2 separate regions of the Mus musculus genome follow, and region 2 is linked to region 1. The links are chromatin contacts, called in public HiChIP or PLAC-seq maps. All regions are on one chromosome and are shown on one strand. Each heading gives the region's core, a stretch centred on a gene start, on an enhancer-like site or on the middle of the called end of the contact. The rest is flanking DNA. Distances are from core to core; before and after follow the strand shown. Region 1 holds the start of Gfra4 (glial cell line derived neurotrophic factor family receptor alpha 4). Region 2 has its middle 56 kb from the start of Smox.

What was found. HiChIP or PLAC-seq counts read pairs in DNA pulled down with a chosen protein or histone mark.
Region 2: a FOXA1 HiChIP or PLAC-seq map of pancreatic cancer cells shows a contact between it and region 1. The contact joins the enhancer-like site here to the promoter of Gfra4 in region 1. A contact is called at or near these places in 8 of 39 promoter capture datasets (the C10 cell line, cranial neural crest, embryonic stem cells and 5 more), 2 of 15 datasets of contacts at CTCF or cohesin (embryonic stem cells and large pre-B cells), 7 of 484 Hi-C or Micro-C datasets (B cells, the G1E-ER4 cell line, differentiating embryonic stem cells and 3 more), 9 of 115 datasets of contacts at active chromatin or transcription factors (embryonic basal ganglia, embryonic hindbrain, embryonic stem cells and 4 more) and 2 of 9 other capture datasets (adipose tissue and liver).

Annotation. Positions count from the first base shown.
Region 1 is chr2:131,040,472-131,045,588 of GRCm38.p6, reverse strand. It overlaps Gfra4 (glial cell line derived neurotrophic factor family receptor alpha 4), which reads left to right and starts at 2,907. Exons shown (of 6, transcript NM_020014.2): 1 at 2,907-2,979; 2 at 3,831-4,194; 3 at 4,248-4,357; 4 at 4,439-4,573; 5 at 5,114-5,117. The coding sequence starts at 2,907.
Region 2 is chr2:131,433,295-131,438,411 of GRCm38.p6, reverse strand. It overlaps the pseudogene Gm14304. Among named protein-coding and RNA genes, the nearest start is that of Smox, 56 kb to the left of the region's middle. Within about 2 kb of position 2,076, at least 76 of the 459 cell types and tissues checked have an H3K27ac peak or open chromatin away from gene starts, as enhancers often do. A contact at or near this core is called in pancreatic cancer cells and uterus, where this site is marked.

The DNA of each region.
Region 1 (5,117 bases), core at 1,658-4,157:
AGCCAGGTTCTTTCTTGTGTTGACTGTGTGAGGGCATTCTGGGAAACAGGGTGTGGCCTGGGAAGCTGTGAAGGTGTACTTCTAGTTCCTTCTGGCCCTCCTGCAGACAGTGCAAGCCCCACAGTACACTGCTGCATGTCTGGGGAGGTTGTTCCAGCTGCTGAACAAGTTCTTGTGGAACACTGTCACCCTGCCCTGGGGTCATAATCATGACACTGCTGCTCCTCAATGTTTGAAGGAAAATCACCCTTAGTCTCAATGCTGTATAAATAAACCCTCTATAAAATCAAAAGGCCGCATTCCATAGGATGAAACACGCGGGGAACATTTTCTTCCATGCCCAGGCCTTCTCTTCCTGGCAGGGCTCCAACATGTCCTGGTCTGCCTGCCCTGACGCCAGGCTACGGCTGGCTGACTCCTTATCAGGCACGTAGCCCTCCTTGGTCCTGGTTCTACCAGTCCCCAAGCCTAGTCCCAGGTCAATGCACAGATTCAGCCCCTGTAATAGTAATCTTGGGGGAGGGGGCGTTCTATGTCCCTTTTTGCTCCCAAATAACTGCAGAGTGTTTCTATACCCACTCGAGCCGTAAAGATACAGAGACCTGGCATTTTTATTAACAAGCTATTAGAGTGTGTACTCTAATATCCGGGCAGATTCTTATCTATCCTAACCCAATTAGACTACCTACTACCCAACCAAATGCCCTGGTACTTGCCCTCTGGTCTTGCCCTGCTTCACTCTGGTCTATGTATGTTCTCATGGCTGTTTTCTCATGGCGAATCTTCCTGGTCTCTCCACGTGGTTTCTCCACACCGTCTCCTCCTCCTGGTCCTTATCTACTCTCTGGTCTCCTTTGGGACCCCATGACTGGGATTGGAAGTCCCTCCCTATCTCTTCTGCTCAGCTAATTGGCTGACCAGCTCTTTTATTAACCAATCAGAGGTGATGGAAAACAATGTTTACACAACATTGAGATCGGGAGATGGCTATCTTCCAGACTGCAACCAGATGTCTGCGGTAAAGAAGTCAGCATCTGAACAACAGTGCACAAAACCATCCCCCAACAAGCCCACTCTGGCCTGCCCTGCCCTGCCCTGCCCTGCCCCCTCCACACCTGCCCAGCTCTTCCAGAGGAAGAGAGTTTGGTTTCCAGCAACCAGCCTTCCGAGAGCTGGTGCCCTCTTCTGGCCTCGGGTAACATGCATACAGACACATAAAATCTGCTTTACAATGCTGTCTTAATCTGACCAGAAGAAAATGTAAGACTAACTCAGTAGAAATAGTCCAGGAAATAACTAGTGAGAATTCTTATGAAAAATGGGGATAAGGTGAAGGAGAGTTTAAACATCCAGGGGAAGTTGGGACGGGCTTCCTAAAAGGGTTGCTCCCCTTCTCGAGGGAATGGTGGCAGGGTGGACCTTGAGAAGGTAAGGGAAATGGGACTCAGGAGTCAAAAATGCCTCTCTTCGAGCCCTCAGGAGGACTCCCAACTCTTGGTTACCCTTCCTATCCTGGAGTTAGATGTCAACTCGTGCTCTGTAAAATGGTTCCCGACGGCCTCTTGTTTGGTCTGTTTTTCCTGGGCAGTCAATTCTTTCCCTTTCCCACAGAATGACCCTGGTTAACACCAAGGTTCCTGGTGCAGAGGGCCTGGGGAGATGACATCATTGGTGAAGTTCCACACAAGCATGAGAACCCGAGTTCAACCCCCAGCAAAACCATTAAAAGCTGAGTGTAGCAACCCCACGTGTGTGTGTGTGTGTGTGTGTGTGTGTGTGTGTGTGTGTGTGTGTGTATGTGTGCATGTGCCTGTGTGGTGAGTGCATGCCTTGTCAGAGGCTTCCTGAGGAGAGACAACACACATGCCTCTTCATCTTAGACAGGCAACTGACACTGGGCCAGAGAAATAAATCCATCAAAGTTCAACTTGGCAAATACTTATTTGGGGGGAATTTGTTATTATTATTTTTACTCATTATTTGAGTTTATTGGAATTACTTACAGGGGTATAATTGTCAAAAATCACCCACTTAGACATGGGTGGTGAGCCTAGAGCAGTGCAGGGCTGGCGGGTAGCCTGCCTGCTGGGATGTCTTCTTTCAGCCGTTGCCTGTAACCCTGAGGAGAGGCCTTGTGAATCTCACATGTTTCAGCTCTTCTGGACTTGAGAGGTTTAATTCTTGCTTAATTTTTGAGTCTCAAGAAGTTCCCCTACCCCTGTCCCCAGGAGAAACTAACTGTTCCCACTAGGAGCCAATGGCTTGTGCACAGCAGGCAGTCCAGTACTCTGGATCTATCCAGTAACTTCAGGCCCTGGCTTAGTGACTTTGGATCCACCTGAAGGTGCTGTCCGGGGGTGGAGACAGAGTGAAGAGAGCAGGATGTTATTTCCTCTCTAAAGCTGGGAGTGCACCTGTCAGCAGGTGCCTGCTGCCTTCCAGGCTTAGCTGGTCCTAGGAAGAGACATCTGTCCAACTGGGGCTCTCTCTGCCAATCGTCATGGCCCACTGCATGGAGTCTGCACTGCTGCTGTTGTTGCTGCTGGGTGAGAGCCTGTCTCCTCCTTGGCCCTGGCCCTGGCCCCTGCCCTCTCTAGCCCTAACCATCAGGGACAAGGTGGGATTGTAAAAGTGACCAAAGAAAAGGCTGGGTTGCTGAAGGGATGCTCAAAATTGGCTTGTGCTTTGTGGCCGAGGATCTGTCGCAATATGCCACCCCCGCTGTGCAATGCCTTGTACCCCATCTTCCCATTCAGCTGAGCCACCCTTCCCAAATCTAGCCTTGATACCTGTGCCCCGGGGATTTTCTTTTTCCTTTCCTCCCCCTGACCAAATGTGGTCCTCAGAGCTCCTGCTCTTGGGAGTCCCCTACTGATTCATGGTGGCTCTTAGAGCAGAGACACGCCATGTTGAGAAGAGCACATTTGATGGATGAGAGGCCAGGTCAGGCGATTTTCCTGGGTCTGGGAAGCCAGAGAGGTAAGAAGGTGGGAAAAGGAAGTGTCATAAACCTGAATTTGGTGACTTGGCTGGATTTACGTATGTCCACTGGCAAGTTCGGACACAGCTGCTACTCCAACAGAGGCAGGCATTCTCTTTCCCCGGAATGGGTTGTCATCTGTGACATAAGTTATATAAGTCTTCACTGAAACTACTGATAAACGGTCAGGTCTGTCTCAGGACGGTCTGCCATCAGGGGTCTGGTCTGTCTGAATCTACTTCTGGAAGCCAGGGTCTGAATGTGCTGTTCAATATACAATACCTGTCGAGAATCCAATGCTCACAATCCCCTTCTGTGGTCCGGAGCCAGAGTCCCTCTCATTGAGCTGAGTTAGACCAATAAAGAAGCATGTGGACAGGGGTCAGGAGGCACAGGTCAGGATGGGAGGAGGGCCAGAAACCTGTAGATATACTCACGGGGTTTCCATGTGTCAGAGAAGGGACCATCCGCGTGTCAAGAGGAGAATGGGGAGTGCTATGATTAATGTGTCCATTAAGCCTCAGTGTCCTGTCAGGCAGAGCTGGGGAGGATAGTAGGGGCCCAGTAGCCCCTCTGTGGATGCATGGGCCATTTCTGGAGATGGTGGTGGAGGCTGAACCTCAGCTTCTGGGGAAAGGTCAGGCCCAATCTCTGAATACTGCATCCATTCACATCCTGGGTAGATAGATATCCCTAGTGCCTGCTCATGCCCCTTCTTCAAGATCAACGGGTCACGCCTATGGGCCACACTCTCTCCCCTTGGGTTTGGGTACCCCTTCCCCAAAAATTCAAGGGTGTGGAATGTGGAGAACCAAGCACGGAGGACTGCAGCCTGCCCGCCCTTCACCAGGGTCTGCGAGCTTTACCGACGGGAATCGCTGCGTGGACGCGGCCGAGGCGTGTACAGCAGACGAGCGGTGCCAGCAGCTGCGCTCTGAGTACGTGGCACGATGCCTGGGCCGGGCAGCGCCCGGGGGCAGGCCGGGACCCGGGGGCTGCGTGCGCTCCCGCTGCCGCCGAGCCCTGCGCCGCTTCTTCGCGCGTGGGCCTCCGGCGCTCACGCATGCGCTGCTCTTCTGCGGCTGCGAAGGCTCCGCGTGCGCCGAGCGCCGGCGCCAGACTTTCGCGCCCGCCTGCGCGTTCTCCGGCCCGGGGTTGGTGCCGCCCTCTTGCCTGGAGCCCCTGGAGCGCTGCGAGCGCAGCCGCCTGTGCCGGTGCGTGCGTGCGGGGCGGGCTGGGCCGCTCACCCGCGTCCGGGCGCGCGCAGGCCCCGTCTCCTTGCCTTCCAGGCCTCATGCGCTCCCGCGCCCGGCTCCCGCGACCGCTGCCCGGAGGAGGGGGGCCCGCGTTGTCTGCGCGTCTACGCAGGCCTCATAGGTAGGCTGGGCGGCCTCGGGCGGGCGGGACGGCGGAGGCAGACTCGGGGCGCCGGTCACACGCCCTGGGGGTCCCCCGCAGGCACCGTGGTCACCCCCAACTACCTGGACAACGTGAGCGCGCGCGTTGCGCCCTGGTGCGGCTGTGCGGCCAGTGGAAACCGGCGCGAAGAATGCGAAGCCTTCCGCAAGCTCTTTACAAGGAACCCCTGCTTGGGTGAGGGGGCCTGGAGGTCCCGGGGAACCACGGATGTCTGTGGCCCAATCCAAGCTGCCTGGCCCGTGGGTCTTATTTACGTCGCATCATGTTTGGTGTGGGCGATGGACAGTGTGCACATGCCATGGTACATGGGTGGAAGTCAGCGTTAAAACGTGTCCAATGGCCTGAAGTTGGCCTCCCTTTTGACACTAATGGGGTGGCCCTTTCTTCCATGTGTGCCCAACTTACCTCTGCTGTTCTTGCCTCTGGGTGGAATGGCTCAGTTCCAGATTTCTGGGGGTCTGTTTGAAGCCTGTCTCTGCCACTTAGTAGCTGAGAGTTAAACTCTTATTAATCCCGATTGTGTTCACCTGTAAAGGGAGAGGGGGCAGCCCTTGTCAACCTCACTAGCAGTTTGTGGGTCATTCTTAGCACAGTGACCTTCCATCTCAGGCCATGCCTTGCAGGTTCCAGGGTGTCTTATTTTTTGTCCCAAGGGAGTGGGGTAGTTTCTAGGGTTTCCTGGCCAAGCCTTCTCTGGATCTCTGCACTCCGCAGATGG
Region 2 (5,117 bases), core at 827-3,326, 390 kb before region 1:
TGTGGTTTAACAGCCAAATTCACAAAGGGAACCCCACAGACCTTCTTACTCTCCTTATAGCATGGTTAATGTGGCTAACATGCAGTAGAACAAAGCCTTTATGGATTGAAACCATTCTAGATGGTTTATTTAAGAAGGGGATGACACTACTCCTGCACTGATAGTCTACTAGTCCACCTGAAAAGAGTAGACAGTGCCTCTCAGTAGATTGAACCAATTCTGAGTTGTGGTCTTGCTCATAAAGGCCCCCATATCAATATCATTGAAATTATAGTCCACGAAGCCTCTAAAACACATTTTGCTGTTTTATAAAGGGCTGATGCACCTGCTCAGCACCATCCCAACTGCTGCTTAGTCAGCCTTCTGACTCCTGTAGAGAGCTGCAATTTACAATTACCACCTTCCTCAAGGTTTGTCAGCATCTCTGCTATCATAGTCTTTGCAAGCAAGAGCCTGGCCACACCCAAGTTTCTCTATGGCATCAGTGATGTTATGTTAGTTCACTAGGGGGACCATCACAAAGTACCACAAATGGGTGATGTCTTAATTTGTTTTCCAATGCTGCAGCAAACATGACAGCTAAGAGCAGCTGGAGGAGGGGAGTTACAAGTCATAGCCCATCACTGGAACTTGGAGGCAGGAGCTGATACAGAGGCTATGGAGTGGTGTTCCCCATGGCTTGCTCAGCCTTCTTTCTTACACAATCCAGGGCCACCTGTTCAGGAGTGGCATTAACTACAGTAGGGTAGGCCCTGCTACATTAATTATGAATCAAGAAAATGCCCTGTGCAGACTTGCCTACAGGTCGATCTGATAGAGACAGTTCCTCAGCTGACATCTTTCAGAAAACCCTAGCTGTGAACCCCTTCTTAAATAAACCCTCTATGATGGCTTCAATCTATGAAGGCCTTGTCCTGCTGCATGTTAGCCACATCAACTACCTTGTAAGGAGAGTATCCGCTGTGTCAGTTTGGTGGAACACTACTCAGCACAAGTGGCTTGAACAATGGAAATTTGTTTTCTTGAAATTTGGAAGTGAAAAGTCATTGCTATAGAGTTGTCTCATCTGGGGCTGTGTTTTTGGTTTGTGGATGGTCACTTTCTTCCCTCCTGTGACTTTGCATGGTCTCTCTGTATGTCCACATCCAGATTTCTTATGTGGACACCAACCATACTGTCTCAGGCAGGGCTCACTTCTGTCATTTTAACTAAATCACCTCTAAACCCTGTCTCAAATTATTTCAAATTCTGAGTCATTGGGGTTAGGATTTTGGGATATAGAGCCAGCCCCTAAGAGGAAAAGTCTCCAAGAGTTACCCCTGAAGCAACTGAATTAAGTCAGGAGGGCTTAGGTCAGTGGTACAGAATACTTTCTATTATTAAAGATGCAGAAACAACATAAAGGCGACTGTCACATTGAGGTTCCCAAAGCCCTATCTCCTTGGGAAGGATGTTCCTTTGAGTACTTAAGGTTTTAAGGTCCTGTTCCCCCAGAAGCCCTGCCCACTCTCACAGGCATCTCTGTACTCAGCTCTGGAAACCATAGGCACCTGATGAGGACCCGTAGGCCCTCCAAGTACAGTCTCCAGACTCACAGAAAAGAGCATTCTCGGGCCACCTCAGACCTACAGTCAGAGTCAGGATCTCAGTGTGGCGTTAATCAACCCTACAGGTGTCTGAGACCTGTGGTTGAGGGGCTCAATTCTGATGGCTACAACATGGAGCAGCACAGAGGAACTCAAGGCAGCCAGGGCTGATTGACAGCTCCCACGATGGCAGAAGCCTCCATCCGCCCTAGTCAGCTTTAACTGTAAACTCTCGGCACAGCCTAGAGTCACCTGGGAAGGGAGTGCCAATTGAGAGATTGCCCAGATAAGATTGGCTTGCGGAGATGATTGTGGGGGAGCACCCTGTTTATTAATAGATGGAAGAGAGTCCAGGCCTCAGTGAGCAGCACCATTGCCTGGGCAGGTATTCCTGAACTGTATGAGAAAGCTAGCTAAACATGGGTCTGTGAGTGAGCCGTTAAGCAATGCCCCTCTATGGTTTCTGTTTCAGGTTCCTGCTTAGAGTCCTGCCTTGCCGTCCCTCAATGACAGACTGCAACCAGGAAGTATACGCCAAGTAAACTGTTTCCTCCCCTGAGCTGCATTTGGTCAGTGATTCATCAAAGCAACGGAAAGGAAATCCCCACCCCACGCCACCCCACCCCACCCCAAACATTCCCAGGTACAGATCGTTGCCTGAACACGTATTTTCGTTTTTCTTGCATATGCCCAAGAGTGCAATTGTGGAATCTTATGTTAATGTTGTCCATGGTTTAACTATTTAGGGAACTACTAGTTAGTGTCCAAAACGGCTGCCCAGCAGGGTATGAAGGGCTCCTGTTTCTGTTCATCTTCAGCAATGCTTGTCACTTCCTAACTTTTCATTGTGAATATGATTGCTCACCTGCTTCTGTTTTCATTTCCATCGTGGCTAATGATGCTGCGTATCATGTGCTTACTAGCCAACGGTCTTGAGCAAGAGAGCAGTTGATCTCTCTCACTGAAGCCATCAGATCTCCTGAAGCTGGAGTTTGGGCAACTGTAAGCTACTTAACACATGTAAGCTAGGAACCAAACCCAGGTCCTCTGCAAGAGCAGTCCATACTCTTAGTCACTAAGCCTTCTCTCTAGCCCCTTAGGTATTATTTTGGAGCTGTTGTGAATATATTGCTTTCTTGATTTCATACTATGTTTGTTGTTATTTATTTCCTATCACTGTTAATGCCTGGATAAAATATTAAGGCCTAAATGGATCGTTAAAACCTAGGTAAGATTTAAGGCCTAGGTAATTGTTACGTGGATAGCCTGCCAGTTTCTAAAGAAACTTTCTCATATATTTCTGCTGTTGCTAGGATACTTTCTAATGCCATGATTGATTACATACTCTGTTATGTTCTGTGCCCTTGGAAACCATTCACAATAAAAGTCAATAGAACTGTTTTGTATGGTTACCCACAATAAGCTTGGACCCGAGTCAACCACCCAACAATACTTCCTGTGACTATAAAGCTGCCCCAGGATAGACCCCAACATAAGACTTCCATTTTGAGTAGTCTAGTGAAGTTTAAGTTCCCAAGACCCCCTGGGAACTGACATCTTACCTGGCAGAGAGAGACATGTACGTGGGTAACTGACATCTTGGTTGGTAAGTTAGGACATGAGTATTAGACAAGGCAAGTCTCTTGCCACAATTGAATACCCTAACCAATGGAAGCAGGATAAGTGTACAACAAAGACATATTCCTAAGGAAATCCCCTATCCCTCATCCTGTTTGGTGAAACAACTTAGCACAGATGTTTGTGGATTTGGGGCTTAAAAACCCTGTGGGATCTTAATTCAGGGTCATGGTTCAGTTCCCAAATCTGGACCATGGCCCTGGTGATCAATCCTGGGATCTATGCTCAATAAACTCTCCCTATCTGACTTCCATCAGTGCCCATGTGGTTTGTGAGGCAATCCCTGGACCCCAACAATCACTATGCAGGTATACCAGTGTATAGGAACTCTAGAGTATCGAGGAGAGCTGATTAGGAATAGGCATGTGAATATACTAGAAAAGCTAGTGTTTGGGGTATGTGACTTTATATCCTGACACTTAGCTGAAAACGTTTATTAATTTTAAGCATTTTTCTGCTGGAGTCTTTAGACATCTTAAGTATAGAATCCTATCATCTGCAGTTTGGAAGAATTTGATTCCTTTCCCTTTGAGCTCTCTCACTAGCCATTAGTTCCTCTCACTAGCTGTTAATCTCTTTCTATAGACATCCATCCGTCTGTAGGATGTGTTAGCTCTAGCTAAGACATCAAACACTCTATTGAATAAGAGCAGAGAGAAAGGGCTTCTGGGTAAGATGGTAGTTTACTAGATATGTCTGAGAGTTGTTGGTCATAATAAAGTAACAAAGGGAAGGGACTATTACATCACCAGACCACTTGTTTGTCATCTCCTGTGGCCCACCTTCCCTCCATTAGACTTTTTGGGCCACTAGATGCTGGTGGAATCAGCAATGGAGACACTAGCTTCTGACCAGCCTCTTCCAAGAAATCTACAGACGCCTTACCACTAGGAATCCTGTAGAAGTGCCCCCTATTGATACAACCCTAGAACTTTCCTGGATACTCCAGAAGAGAACCCAAAAACATCACCTGAAACAAGGCACAAACTCCAAACAGTATTATAGCCACAGCTGGATCACCTGCCTCGCCCAATGGAAGCAATGATACTACACAGCCACCAGCTCAGTCAGCTCCAGCCAGCTCATATGTTTTTACCCAGGTTCCATTTTCCCAACCTCTTTTGAAGCTAAAACCATCAACAAAATTCTGGACAAGGTATAAGGGGAAGTGTATTCATGGAGTCCTGGTTTAGGATAACAGAACCTTCTATTTCCCATGACTCCACTAGTCATGCTTGATTTGTGTCTCATTGGATAGCCTATTTATTTCTTGTTTTTGAGTAAGATTGAATTTAATTTGGGGAAAGAGGTTTCAGAGCCTCATAGTCTGTAAACATCCTGGCTATCATAGAGTTTAGCTGAGACTTTTAGCCAATTATCTCGAAGTGAACCTTACACAGGTATGTCACCAGATACTTCTAAGGGAAGAATTGGACTAGTGAAAAACAGTATAATCCACAGTGGGACTCAAGAAGGGAGGAACCAAGCAGCTATGCAAGATCCCATCGGCTGACCAATTGGTTCCGATATCCTGTGTCTCCACCCAGCTCTTTCTCCAGTTAGTCTTCCTGCTTTCTATAATATTCTCACTTAGTAAGATGGCCCCAGTCTCCTACTGTCTTTGCCTTGCAGACTTTCTCTTTGTCTTTGTCATTTCTTTTTTTTTTTTTTTTTTTTTAAGATTTATTTATTTATTATATGTAAGTACACTGTAGCTGTCTTCAGACACTCCAGAAGAGGGAGTCAGATCTTGTTACGGATGGTTGTTAGCCACCATGTGGTTGCTGGGATTTGAACTCTGGACCTTCGGAAGAGCAGTCGGGTGCTCTAACCCACTGAGCCATCTCACCAGCCCGTCTTTGTCATTTCTTTATACTCTTTTGTTTCAAACCG